5 separate regions of the Mus musculus genome follow, and regions 1, 2, 4 and 5 are each linked to region 3. A link is a contact called in public HiChIP or PLAC-seq and promoter capture Hi-C data. All regions are on one chromosome and are shown on one strand. Each heading gives the region's core, a stretch centred on a gene start, on an enhancer-like site or on the middle of the called end of the contact. The rest is flanking DNA. Distances are from core to core; before and after follow the strand shown.

Region 1 (2,700 bases), core at 129-2,628, 890 kb before region 3:
GTTAATTGCAAAGAAAACTAGTGTGCTCTGTATGAAGAGAAAGAAAACCAAGGGTCTTAGGGCAAAATTAAACACTTGCAAAGTTTGGAGTAATAAAACTGTCATGAGAGCTTTTCAAATTCTATTACCAGGAGTGCTAATTAAACCTCCTTTTCCTCAGTCACCACTCACTACAAAACAGGATTTCTTTCCTCTTGTCACTATTTGTCTTTGTGCTGTAGCAGTGACCTACAAGGGAGGGTGGGGTGCAGTATTGTTGCACTGCAGTCTCTAAAAGCTTGTAGCTTAAATTGGTTCCTTGGGCTAATCGAGATTCTAGTTACATTTATATTCCCCAACTCAGGCTGATTTACAGGTTAAAAGAAAGATCCCACATCCCTGCACCTTGCTTGTAATATTAAAGAATCTAAAGAATCGGGAAATACTTCTTCACCTTGGGCTTTCAAAGGCCGTGAAAACATTTTGCTTAAAGCCCAAAGTAGCTTTGCTTGAGTGAACAGCACTGCACATGTGGCTCAGGTGGAATTCACACTCCTCACTAATTCTGGTCCCTGACTGGATGGTTTCATTTAGTTAGACGTTTGGACAAGAAACTTTCAAACAATGACTTTTCCATTCTATGACAGACTGTGGCACAAGGAGTATTTTTTCCCTCTGAAGGTGGGGGGAATCAGCTGTTTTTAATTTCATAAACTCGTAGCTAATTAAAACCAGACTGTGAACCACATTCTACTGTTCTCCAAGACAGGTCTAACTGAAGCCGACCTGAAATATTTCTACTGCAAATTGCAGCATCGCATTTTCTTGTTTAAAAAAAAAAAAAGAAAAAGAAAAAAAGAAAAAAGACTTTAAGTCAATAGAAGGTAAGTTTAAGTAAAGCACAAATCTGTGGTGTGATATTCTATAGAAATTCATTAAAAATCGGGTTTCAAAACTTGTTCCCGATGGAAGGGGAACTGCAACTTCCTGGTTTGCAATCACAACCCCTACAGGAGGCTGGGGGCGGAGGGTCAGAGGGGTGTCGGTGGCGGCAGAAGGGCGTGGCGGCAGCAGGGTGTGGGGGGCGTGGGAAGGTAGGGGGCCGCCACTCACCAGCCGGGAGCTCGGGCTGGATGCGTCGCCACCGCAGGGCCCGCTCGCCCAACGCCACATCGCAGCTTTCCCTCCGGATCTCGAAGATGCCACGCAGCAAAACCCGCTCGGGTTCAGCAGCTGCCTTTGGGTTCTCCGGAGGCGCCTCCTCCAGGGCGCCCACCCGGCTCCTGCGTCTCCCCCGGAACATGGTGACGCGGTGCTGGGCCGAATTGGGGAGCCACCAGAAATCTTCGTGGGAAGGAAGTGTGGCTACAGCCACTGCCTGGGCCTTGTCCCACGCTGCCAAGGCAACCAAAAGCTCCTGAAGGAAGGCGGGGCGGAAGGGAGGAGCCCCGGGAGCTTTCTCTTTTGCCCCCAGAGAGGGCCACTGTCCTCTCTGGACCATGCTGCTAGTATGAATTTTCCTGGCTGAGCTCCGGGAGTTTGCCAGGCATCCCCCAAATTGGATTGCTTAGGCATCACCTAGTCTCTTGTTAAATGAAGTGCAGGTTCTTGTCAGATAAATCTAAAGAGAATCCAAAATTCTGAGTTGTGGCACAAGCCTTCAGTTCCAGCACTCAGGAGGCAGAGGCAGGTGAAGTTGAGTTCCAGACCAGCCAGCGCTAAATAGTGCGTTCTACAGCCGTCGGGAGCACGTGTAAGACACTGTCCAAAAATAATAAAAAATAAATAAATAAATAAATAAATAAATAAATAAAAAAAAATAAAATTGAACAGTAAGAATCTGCTTACTGGGTGACTGCAGAAGTTGCTGGCCAAGAGACACAAAGGAGTTTCAGTGCGCAAGGCTCTGTCTATCTTCTCAGGGGTGTCCTCTGAGATTCCCCCAAGGAGCTACATTACCTGTGTGACTACATCTGTTTGACTGCCCAGGAGTAAGAGTAAACCCCTGATTTGCATAGACAAATGTACACCTCACAAAGTTGATATTACCTTCAATCACCTCCATAGTGTAGTGTATGGATCCCTTAGCTCTACCTGGATGCGACAGCTGCAAACTGCAAAGAGCAGAGCTTACTCACCCAAACTTGACCATCATGCAAAAGGAGGCCTCCAGAGCTCACCGTTAACTTCCTCCTGGTAGGAGGGGCAGTTCTCCCGCTGTGATTGCACAATAGAGTGGCCCGGGGAGGGCGGTTGCTGTTTAATCCAGTTGTCCTGGCCACATTTCAAAACGATCAATTTGCAATCTCCAGGGATGGAATCCAGGTTCCAGAAATACTTCCCTCTGAAAGTCTAGGATTTAGGCTGAGAATTGCAATCAGAAAACAAGAGCCTAGTGTTTTTGCAGACTAGGCAAGTAAAGAGGTTTTGTGAAGTCCTTATATGAGGGGGTGGTCAGGCATTGAAGGGTGATTTAAAACTGGGGTTTCTGTACTATTACTTAAGGATTCCATCCATCTTCCACTAAGTCTCTCATAGGCAGCCACTGGTAGGTAAGAGCTGTGCCAGTTCCAGGAAGAGTTCACTTCTAGAGTTAACATCCTGAGTTCACAGCTGTCTGGCAGACTCAAGCTCCCTGGCATTTTAAAAACTTGCTGAGAGCCAAGGCAAACAGGCCAAGGCAATGGCTACTTCTTAGGACCTTTACAAAGGGGCAGGTTG
Region 2 (2,700 bases), core at 197-2,696, 720 kb before region 3:
TCACAGTCAACTATTGGATGGAACACAGGGCCCCCAAGGGAGGAGCTAGAGAAAGTACCCAAGGAGTTGAAGGGGTCTGCAATCCTATAGGTGAAACAATAATATGAACTAACCAGTACCCCTAGAGCTCGTGTCTCTAGCTGCATATGTAGCAGAAGATGGCCTAGTTTGCCATCATTGGGAAGAAAGGCCCCTTGGTCTTGCAAACTTTATATGCCCCAGTACAGGGGAAACACCAGGGCCAAAAAGTGGGAGTGGGTGGGTAGGGGCAGTGGGGTGGGGGGAGGGTATAGGAACTTTCAGGATAGCATTTGAAATGTAAATGAAGTAAATACCTAATAAAATATGGGAAAAAAATAAAAGAAATCTGGGTAGTAGCTATTGGTGTTCTTGCTTTGTACTTATTTAGTAAAATGTAACCACTTGTATTTATAATCTCACTCAGACCATATGGTTCACTTCAAATGAAAAAATATTTAAGCTTCAAAATGTGCAAATGCTAAGCTGCAAAGTAGGGGTGAATTTTCCCTGGGACAGTGAACATCTGCTGAAATAACTTGTCCAATGGAGCGGTCGGTTGTTTCTGTTGGCTTTCTCTCTCTCTCTCTCTCTCTCCCTCCCTCTCTCTCTCTCTCTCTCTCTCTTTCTCTCTTTTCTCTTCTATTCTTTCTTTCTTTCTTTCTTTCTTTCTTTCTCTCTCTCTCTCTTTCTTTCTTTCTTTCTTTCTTTCTTTCTTTCTTTCTCTCTCTTTCTTTCAACTTAAAAAAAAAGATTGTTTAACCTTCACTCTTGTCATCTTCCAAAGCAAGAAATGGTTTCTCTTGGGATCAAGTATTTCTAGAATAGTAACATAGCCTTAGCTTTTATTCATTGTTTTGTATTTTCGATGACGGCTAAGTGAAATTTTGAATATTGCTTGAAAGACCACAAAATTCACTCTGGTATTTCAAGACCCCTTAAATCAACTGCAGCACCTTTCAAATCTAAGGGTTGGAGTGGTAATTTTTACTCAGCAGGAGTCAGATTTTAAATGAGACTGGCTTTTAAGAAAGACCTCATTTCACTTGTTCTTTGTACCCAAAGGCAGATGAGTCTGGAAGAAAAAAAGATCTCAAACCTTAAAAATAAAATACTCCCAAAGGTAGAGTTCAATAGCATCCTGGAGATAATGAGAGGCTAAGTAGAACTGATAAGCTGGACTCAACTCCTACCAGTCTTGTTCCCTTTGTAACTTTTAGGCATCTATTTCCCCAGAGAAAGGGAAGGCAAGACACTCAGAGCACTTAGTTTTATAATGCATAAGAAGTCAGTGGAGAAGAACTATCAGAATTCTCTGGGTAAACCAGTTTGAATTAAAGATGTTGCTTTTGTCTCTGTGCTTTAAAGAGCCTCAGGACCTTGGGGATTACATCAAGAGCAATGAGTCATGTCTGAAAAGGGAAAGAAAGGGTGTCAAATTTCATGCTTATTCATAAGCCAAGGAATTGTTCCCTGTGTTCCAGTGGAGACAGGATCATGAGGAAGACCTGAGAATCCAGGATTTAAGTGTTGAAAGGCCCTATTTGCTATAAAAGATTGATGGAATGGAGCCCTTCATATAAAAACCATTCCTGGTTCTTTTCTTTAATTTTTCTTATGAAGCAGTTGAAAATATAAAGAAAAAGTTCTAGTACTGATCAAAACTACTTTGTCGCTTGCTATATATTTGCCAGTCCATTAAAATCTTTAGCCTTCTTTGGCACAGAGCCTTCGATGCTTGTAGAATGGAGAGTCTTTTTCTTTTGAGTGAACTGTTAGAATCTTTTGGATGGCAGTCAAACACTTCTGTAATTTCCTTCACTGTTTTTAGCTTCTTCTGGCATTAGTGATTTCAAGTATGTCTCTGGAATGTCAGGAAGAGTCCAGATACTATTCTAAATGTTGTATTTTAATGCTGTTTGTTGTAGATAATTCAGGAAGCAGAACTTGGCATTAGGCTATAGAAAGCTTTTTTTTTTCATCTCCACATAAAATGTAAAATCTTAATAAAGTGCTGAATGGAGCTTTTGATCAGTAGCCTATTTGTGAAAGTAGATTACAGAGGAATTTTATCTTTGTCCATAGGCAGTAACAGATTTATTGGCATGGGAAAGGTGAGCAGCCTGATTTAAGGAACACCAGAAGCTGGACTTTGAAATGACCAAACGGCCTAAACTGAGTGGAATTATTTTATTCTGGAATATTAACATTTCAGTTCCCTTCATTTCTATTTTTGAATAATATTGATGAGATTTCGAAAAGGAACTTAGGTTAATTCCCGCTTTGACTCATCTACACCGTGAAATTCCATCAGTGCTATCTGCTTTGAGTTTCACAAGCTTGTGTATGAAGTCGGTTGTGCTAACACCAACTGGCATAGGAGATAAAGACCCAGCAAGGACAGGCCTCGTGTGATCACTGCCTACAGAATAAAATCATTCGCAACCAATGATTGTTTAAGGTTCCAAGGGATACTTATACCTGCAGTTACAGCACAGCTCTGGCTACTCTGACCGTGAGTGGGTCTTGCTTGCCCTTCTCATCAGGAATCACTGCAGAATCAAACAAAGGATGAATTCTTTCCTAAGAAGCTTACGACTAACTCAGGTTTCTACAAGTATTCCAGGAACAGGATTCTTTCTGGTTACCAAGGTTGTAAGTGTGATTTTGATTTTGGCCCAA
Region 3 (2,700 bases), core at 184-2,683:
AAACTCTTCTTCAGCTTCCCATTGAAAAGGGGGAGGACTTTTAAGTTTATTTTTAAAGATTTGTTTATTTTTATGCACATTGGTGTTCTGCCTACATGTCTGTGCAAGAGTGCCAGAGCCTCTGGAACTGCTGTTACAGATAGTTGTGGGCTGCCATGTGGGTGTTGGGAATTGAACTCTGTCTTCTGGAAGAGCAGCCAGTAATCTTAACCACTGAGCCATAAAACCTCTTAAAATGAGCTGAAAGCTGTTGGATGGTCGTTTCTACCTTTTGGTCTTACTGTGATCTGTGTTTCATATTTTTTCCTTCCTAATTACAGATATATTTGAATAACTAACAGGCTAATGTGTCCCTCTATCATCCAATTTATTAGGAGCAGAAAGTCTTTGCTCTTGTTACCCACCAGTACATATCCCAGAGAAGAGAAAATGTTTTACACACTGCTTTAAATTACTTGTGGCATGCTGCCTGTGTGTCTGTGTTTTCTCTGCTTTTCCTTTCCTAAGCATCTCCTTTGAATCCTCCCTTCAGGAGTTGCAAACTATGTAAGATGCAACTCCAGTCCTTTACAATAAAGCTTTAAGAAGCTTCCTTACCATCTAAAAATATAAGTTGAAATGTATTCACTATGGTAACAAAAACCTATTAGTTTCCACTTGATTCTTCAGTTCTCTGTTTTGCTTTTAGATTTTTTTCTAAGGAGTTTTGGATCACCGTGGCATAATGAACTAGGTTGTTTAAGTGTTAATCTTATTTTCCTCAATTTTTAGTTACCCATTTATTTTCCATTTTGACATGTGTATGATAATCAGCTGTATCTCCCGAGAATATTTTAGGGCTGAGTTAACGCGTGTGTACTTCGGCCAGTTCCTGGTACAGGTTAACAGCTGCTACTTCAGGCTCTTTCTGATATTTCTGCCTTTGTTCGTTATACTTCCGCTTCTTTCCTACAATATGTTGGTTTAGCAACAGGTCCTACAGCCATAAAATTATTAACTGACATCTGGTTAACTACCCAAAGACTCACTATCAATTTCTACTTATTTCAAATCACTACCACCAGCTTCCATCACTTCCTCTTTCAGGGACTTTAATGTGTCTACTTCAACGGTCAAAGTGTCATGACTCAAACACTGCAGTTTCTGTAACAAATCCAGTAAAGGAGAGGATCAGAAGGCAGATTCACAAATCCAGAAATCCTGTAGAACGCTTCATATTTGTTGATACATAAAAGTTGTAAACAATTTTATTTCTAGAAAACTTTAATTATTCTGTCCGGTCCCTGGCAACGGGGTCAATTCAGACAAGTTCTCCACTTTCTGCCAAATCTGCCCTTTCAAGGATACCCACCCTTTAACCAAACCTCCAGAGAGCCGGATCTCTCCACCCGGGTTTTCCCGTCGCCCTGGCAACGGGACCGGAAAAGGCGGGCTTCACACCCTTCCTTCCGCCAGCGGTTGACTACGGCCGCAAGATGCCTGTGGGCCGCGCTGCGGGATGCTTCCCTATCTCTGGCTAGGAGCGGGACCCGCAGCCACCGCCGCAGCCACACAGAAGGCCACGTCAGCCTCGGCGGTCCCACCCGTCCCTCCCTGCTGGCCACCCGTCGGCCTTCGCCCACGCCTTTCCCACAATGCCCCGCGCCAGGCCCCGCCCCGCCGGCGCGACGGGAGCGGCAGAATTGCTGCTGCGCGCGTTCGCAGGCAGCGTCCGGTCCTGCCGGGTCCGGAGCTCGGCGACCTGAGGATGGGGCAGTAGCTGAGGACGCCGAGGTGGGCGCGGGCCGGGCTCCACGCACTGCGGGGGCATCAGGGAGGGAGGACGCCAGACCCATCCCACCGCCTCGGTGCCCCCATTGCGCCGGGTTTTCACGGCCCCCTCCACCCCACCTCTGCGAGCCCCCTTCTGCTCGCACTTTCTAACTCGGGGTCTCTCTCCCTGGTCCGACCTGGGACCTCAAGGCGCACCCTTGCCAGCCCCGTACCCTCTGTCTTTCGCCTCTCCCCGATCCCGCTCTGGAGCGGTGGCAGCATCCCTCATTAACACTGCGTTTACCTGCAGCCTCACTGGCCCCAGGCTGTTCAGTTATTCCCAGGCTTTGCCTGAACCCACCCTAAGCCGAGGGACACCTTATCCCAAAGTCGCCTTTGTTGAGATTTGTTCTTCATTTGTTTTCCTTCCTGATGGTTGTCAGTCTGGGTATTTCTGTTTTACTGTCAGTATATTTTACAAAGGGCTATTAGGGGAGGCGGGTGAAAAAAGGGAGTTAGACGTGAGGTGAGGCCTGTTCCCAGGTAAGGAGAAATACTTAGAAACATATCCGGACTTAAGGGAAGAGAGCTGAAACTGAGGAGGTTAGGGAAGTTAGATCTTTTTTTTTTCCCCCAAAGCATTTGAAGATATTAAAGAGGACTAGTTTAGCTGTAAGGTTAAATGTTAGGGTTTTACCCTCAAGCAATGCCTGGTGCTCTTTGTTTTCCTAGTTTTTACTCCAGACAGGAGCTTTACAGTGAAATTGCATTGATTTGCAATTATTATAAAATATCTTCTCTTGGTGCTAACACTTTAGAGAACTTGTGTGGCCTGCTTTTTTAAGTTATCTATTTTTATACTGATGTTCTTAAACGGTTATGTAAAAAAGTACAACCCTCTTGGAAAAGCTTCATGCTTCCTTGTTTTTCCCTCGAAGGCATTCTCTA
Region 4 (2,700 bases), core at 161-2,660, 950 kb before region 3:
TATTAATTTTTTGATTAGCTAATTCCCATTTTCCTTAGCAAGAGGCTAAGTACACTCTTATATTCGACAATGGATCAAGTTCCAGGTTTCTCCAAAAGCAACTTAAAAACAGCAGCATAGTGCTTAGCTTTGACCTCACCAGCAGGGGTCAGGGTCAGAACAAAAAACCAACCCAAGGGAGCCACAGAAAAACACTAGGCAGAAATTCGAAAGTAGCATACGTCTTCTCGAAGATGTCAAAAACCATAGTTTCCTTTCAAATAATACCTAACGGTTGTCACCATGAAAGAAGTCACCTGTATCAGAGTTTCTACTGCTTCGACAAAACACCACAACCAAAAACCAAGTTGCTGTTCGTTACTGAAGAATAGCAGGACAGGAACTCAACAGGGCAAGATCCTGGAGCCAGACACGAATGCGGAAGCCATGGAGGCGTGCTGCTTACTGGCTTGTTTCTCACGGCTTGCTTAGTCTGCTTTCTTATAGAACCCAGGACCGCCAACTCAGGCCCTTCCCGCCTACATCTCTAATTGAGGAAATGCCTTCAGCAGTAGGATCTCAAGTGGGCATTTTCTCAACTGAGGCTCCTTCCTCTCTATGACTCTAACTTGTGTCAACTTGACATCCAAACCATTCAATACAGAAGTTTAAAATATTGCTATTGCAATACAAAATAGCACGATAAAAGAATGGCAGCTCTGACGCTCGCCCAGGTTACGAGACACAGGAAGGGGACACAGGAAGAAAGCCCTACTGTTAGGAGCACCGTCCGTGCTTAGATAGGATGGCTGAGGGCTCCCTGTGGAGCTTTAAGTGGTACCCTTACACACAGACACAAACAGACAAACAAACCAACAGACGCACTTGTCACATCAGTCTCTATGCCCGCAAGCTTCAGCAGAGGCTCCACCTTCTCGTAATAGACGTGGACAGACTCCTTTCTGTGACTCTGGGGGTTGAGGAGGATCTTGAGAGCCTTGGGCCTGCTTGTGAAACCTAAAATGAAAATGAGTAAGGTTAGGTTGTCCATCAGAATATCCCACTCATATCTCAATGGCATTTGCTATTTGCGCCTTATAGTCTCCCTTGGATGTGACGTCATTTTAACCGGCTGCTTCCCTACAGGTGAAACACGATGCGCTCCCTCTTCGAGTAAACCGTGTGTCATAGGGAACATTTTATACAGAAAGAAGGAAATAAATAAACAACAGTAGCAGCTCACAAACATGAAAGCACGGCTGATGCCTGCTGACCCACGCACAGATCAGGCGCTGCTTTACGGAGGGAGACAGGCTGTGGGCTGTGACAAACAGGGAGGTGCATTTCTCCTTTGATATTTACATATACTGGAACAGGACACCTACTGACCCCAGGCCTACTGACATCTGACCTTCCCCATGACTCCAGGGACAGAATTGAGCAAGCAGGGAGGGGTTACTGTTTTCAACCAGCGCAGTGCATGCTGGTAGCTAACACAGGGCTTTAGGTCAGAGTTCAAATCCCAGGAGAGAGCAGGGGCGAAAGTGCTTCTCCCTTGGGGATTGGGAAAGCACCCACCTCTCAGAGGCAATCGGTCACTGTGCTGCCTCACAGTTGGGACTGAGATTTGATATTGCAATTTTCTGGGCTCTGCAAGACGCTTAGCACTGAGAACCCACTTGGAGCAGGTGCAGAGCAAATTGTCTGTTGTTAGGAAAGGGCAGGAGCCAAACGGAAGCTGACAACCATTTCTTTTGTAGTAAGCTGCTTTCGGAAGACAGCATTTTAAGGTTACAAAAGCAGTTAACATTCGTTTTGAATAAAATCATCACTAAAGATAAATGAAAGTAAATGTCCATTTATATCCAACTGTGTTTTATACTATACTTAGAATATTTTTCTCTTTCATTATATTTGAAGTAATAGACTTTTTTAAGTCCTACATACTGTTTTGAAATCAGGGAGGGCATGGGATGAGGAACAGAAGAGCCGTGTTGAAGTGTTTGGACATTCTCAGGAAGGCCTCAGGGTCTGTTTTGTAAGGAGCTTCATCGGTCTCCTGGTCACACATGCTGACACTCCCCCACCCCCAACCCCGCCGCCCCCCTTCCATGCCCCATGCCTCGCTTTTTTCAGCTCTTCTATTTGGATGAGCACTGAGAATCCTACATTGCAAGTGCTAGCTCCTGGGCCTTGTGTATCACTCACCACTAACCCACTCTGGTACAGGGAGGGCCCCATGTCTGTGCCAGTATGCTTTCCCAGATTTGCATAGCTCCAGCGTAGCTACTCCGGTCAGTGCTTCACTGTTCCAAAGCTGCCCTGGCCTCTCTGCTGTGGACACTACTGCCCAGGCCCCTTAAAGTGGCCATCAGAGAATGCAAATGTGTCCTGAAGCCAGTTCATCGCCTTCTCTTACATCAACCTTCAAGAGACTTATGGGAGGTTTGTTTTCTAACCTGGCCAGAGAAGATGGTGATGGTAGGAAGCAACAGCACAAGGGCATCTAGACTCAAAGCAGAGGCATGAAACACTATGGGAGTTTGTGGGGGTGGAACTGGACGGGACGGGAGTTTGTAGGGTGGGAGTGTATGGGGGTGGGAGTGTATGGGGGTGTCCTGGGGTATATTGGGGGTGTTTGAGGCAGTGCTACTTCTTAGGGTTCTGGAAAAGCCTTCTTGAAGAAAGTAGTATTTGCGTGAGGCTTCCTTCTCAACACAG
Region 5 (2,700 bases), core at 167-2,666, 860 kb before region 3:
ACGCAGTGCTTCATGCTGGCGTGTCTGTACCTCGGTGCTGCGTAGTAGGTACCACTAGGCCTGTCATGAGTGGCTATGGGTGCCTTTCCTAGTGATCAGCTCAACTGTGTGCAGGGCAATTATCTGGCCAGGTGCCCTGTGTGGAAATGCGTACAGAGTGCATGGTTTTCTGACTGTGTCCCAAGTCACTCCCAACTCACAAAAACGATGAGTTTGGAAATGGAATACTCTGAACTCATCTCTGCTCTGGCTTCGCACTACTTAGAGGTTTAAATAAATTGAAAAGCCATTACGTAATTTCCTAGCACTGACCCCAATTTTTAAAGAAGATTATATGGAAGGGAGAGCCAATGCACAGAGGAGGAAAGGTAGTTTCCATCAAATTATTTTCCTATCGACAACACATTTGGCCACAGAAGTGGGCACAAGTCTTCCATCCCTCTCTTGCCTTTCTTTCTTTGCCTCACCACCCCCCCCCCACGCCCCCGCTAAATTCCCACCTTGTACAAAAGCTCTGGCTCCCAGGCGAGGCTCTCCCACGCGCTGGGGATCAGGTGCAAAAGGCTCCTCTCTAATAAACAGCCCATTGAAAGGGCCGCCCGCTCTTTATTGGGGCTTTTCAAAGTTCGCCTCAAACCTCCCTTTAAAAGATGGAGTAATTACAATGGTCAGCGACTGGCAATGGTGAAGGTGCTGCTTCTCATAAGAACTGTAAAAAGCCTTTAGTAAAACAACTGAATGTCTGGCCCCAGCATGGGGACTTGGCCGCCTCTGGGACAGTAACAGGTAGCAGGAAAATTTCCTTCCTTTTCTCCCCCTCTCCCTACATTTCAGCTAAGCTATTTCAGAGTCCAATCGGTTTTCCAGTACTACATTCTCCTGAAATAGATAGTTTCATATGCACGATGAGCCTAAATATCTGTACACCAAATAAAACTATGGGCAGCAGGTGTTTTTGTTTGTTTGTTTTGTTTTGTTTTGTTTTTCTCTTTCTCTCCTTTTCTCCCCTGAATAAGTGAGAACTGGAAGTGGTTGTTTGCTTTGGGGACTTTCAAATAACCGCTTACAAATAATTACAGTTACTCCCCTCCCCAAACATTCTAAAAGCTTCTATACTATTAAAAATTAAATGTAATTAGAAAGCCTGCAGGGGGTACTTGAGTGCTGGGACTCATTACGTGCGAGTACTTGTGGGCAATTACGAGGAGGGACACTGATCTCAAATATAGGGACAACCGACTCCACAAATGTGCGCATGCAAAGTACCAAGGTACAGCTCTTCAATTATTGCTTTTATTCTCGGGAGAGTAAAAAATAGGAATCATAATTACCTGTTGTTAAAAGGTTCTGAATAGTGACGATCTCATAACCCTGGAGCCTCGGGACACCTTGCCTTCTGCGTGGGCGAATTCCTCGTGTCCCGGTGGCGCGGGCGCTAGGGTTATATAGCCGAGTTGCTGATGCTGAGCGCGGGCGGGGCCGTGAGCTGAGCAACGAGCAGGTCCCTGCGCCCCGCAATCGCGCACGCGTCCAGACTGAACGACTCCCGCCCTCATTCACCCCTCCCCAGAACTTTCCTCCCGCCCCCTTCCACCACCACTCCCCTCACCCCCACAGTACCTCCGCCCCTGCTCCTTCCTCCCCGGCATGCGCCATATGGTCTTCCCGGTCCAGCCAAGAGCCGGGAACCACGTGACCTGCCTATTTGTATGCCGCGGAGCGCTCCATTCCGGCCCCTTTGTGGCCAGAAGAAAGTGGCCCATCTGTCGCCAGTTAGAGACTCCGCGGACCTGTTTTTACCCGCAGGAGAGATTAACCCTTTGTGGCAGCAGAAGACAGAGGACATGTGGGGGGGGGGGGGGTTGCGGGAGGCGAGCTGGAAAGGTAAAGAAAGATCACTGAGTCTATGTCCTAGCCTGAAGACTGCTTTAGCGCAGAGAGGTAGACAGAGGTGAACCACTCACAATCCCAGATACTGAGGTGCACTGAAGGGTCCTTCCCTTGACAATGGTCTCCGGTGGTGCAGTTTGACTTTGTTCTCTCTGGAGAGGCCCATCTCTTAGCTTCTACCTCTTAGCAGAGGCTTTGCTTATTGCCACCAAAGGGTGGCTGGCTTCTAATCTCCATCACCTCTCTAGGCAAACATTTATTTCATATAAAAACGACCTCATCTGGAAACACAGCCTTGACTCAACCTTCCTGACTAGAGCATCTTCTAGAATCCTTTGCAAGTCAGCTTCCATACCCTACACTTGAACACTCCAAATGTAAACCTAACGGTCACCTGCTCCTACCCCAGAGACTTCACTAAGAGTCTTCAACTCTAAACCCTAGAATTTTGTGTCTAAAGCTAGTTTTTGCCAGCAGACCTTGGCTCCGTTGGTTTTCAGATGCTCCTGGAGTAATGAATGACCTCAGCTAGCTCATCTAGGGAATGCTAAGATTAAACAACCCCGCACCAGAGGTGGGAATTTCATCTCTGACACAGACCATAATTCAATCACAGCCTTCCTTGAGCCCCTAGTGCTCAATCTCTGGGGCCTTGGTCAGAAGAAGCTCAAAGAGAAGCTGCAATAAAACTCTATTCAATGTGCTGTTTCCCTTTCTGGGGACTCTGTGTTTTGAGTCAAGCAAAGTCTATTGTGGAATAGCCTTATCTATTCTTAAATAAGGAGTCTTTATTTTCTCCATCTGAAGGAG

Evidence for each region. Promoter capture Hi-C pulls out the DNA fragments that hold promoters and counts their contacts. HiChIP or PLAC-seq counts read pairs in DNA pulled down with a chosen protein or histone mark.
Region 1: a contact with region 3 is called in an H3K27ac HiChIP or PLAC-seq map of embryonic stem cells, with 4 times the contacts expected there. The contact joins the promoter of Cerkl here to the promoter of Dnajc10 in region 3.
Region 2: a contact with region 3 is called in a promoter capture Hi-C map of liver, with 4 times the contacts expected there. The contact joins the enhancer-like site here to the promoter of Dnajc10 in region 3. A contact is called at or near these places in 13 of 39 promoter capture datasets (the 3T3-L1 cell line, 3T3-L1-derived adipocytes, the HPC-7 cell line and 7 more) and 1 of 115 datasets of contacts at active chromatin or transcription factors (bone marrow-derived macrophages).
Region 4: a promoter capture Hi-C map of liver shows a contact between it and region 3, with 4 times the contacts expected there. The contact joins the enhancer-like site here to the promoter of Dnajc10 in region 3. A contact is called at or near these places in 6 of 39 promoter capture datasets (the 3T3-L1 cell line, the C10 cell line, the HPC-7 cell line and 2 more), 2 of 484 Hi-C or Micro-C datasets (both in liver) and 3 of 115 datasets of contacts at active chromatin or transcription factors (embryonic stem cells, pancreatic cancer cells and stem cell-derived neural progenitor cells).
Region 5: a contact with region 3 is called in a promoter capture Hi-C map of neural stem cells. The contact joins the promoter of Neurod1 here to the promoter of Dnajc10 in region 3. A contact is called at or near these places in 2 of 39 promoter capture datasets (hippocampal neurons and neural stem cells) and 2 of 115 datasets of contacts at active chromatin or transcription factors (pancreatic cancer cells and stem cell-derived neural progenitor cells).

What each region holds. Positions count from the first base shown.
Region 1 is chr2:79,427,610-79,430,309 of GRCm38.p6, forward strand. Cerkl (ceramide kinase-like) reads right to left here and starts at 1,379. Exons shown (of 13, transcript NM_001048176.1): 1 at 1,093-1,379. The coding sequence starts at 1,282.
Region 2 is chr2:79,595,850-79,598,549 of GRCm38.p6, forward strand. It overlaps a transcript of Itprid2 not described here. Among named protein-coding and RNA genes, the nearest start is that of Gm46751, 38 kb to the right of the region's middle. Within about 2 kb of position 1,447, at least 40 of the 459 cell types and tissues checked have an H3K27ac peak or open chromatin away from gene starts, as enhancers often do.
Region 3 is chr2:80,314,033-80,316,732 of GRCm38.p6, forward strand. Dnajc10 (DnaJ heat shock protein family (Hsp40) member C10) reads left to right here and starts at 1,434. Exons shown (of 23, transcript NM_024181.2): 1 at 1,434-1,773.
Region 4 is chr2:79,367,816-79,370,515 of GRCm38.p6, forward strand. It overlaps Cerkl (ceramide kinase-like), which reads right to left. Exons shown (of 13, transcript NM_001048176.1): 3 at 865-996. Among named protein-coding and RNA genes, the nearest start is that of Gm22606, 21 kb to the left of the region's middle. Within about 2 kb of position 1,411, at least 109 of the 459 cell types and tissues checked have an H3K27ac peak or open chromatin away from gene starts, as enhancers often do. A contact at or near this core is called in embryonic stem cells, liver and pre-B cells, where this site is marked.
Region 5 is chr2:79,455,220-79,457,919 of GRCm38.p6, forward strand. It overlaps Neurod1 (neurogenic differentiation 1), which reads right to left and starts at 1,417. Exons shown (of 2, transcript NM_010894.3): 1 at 1,332-1,417.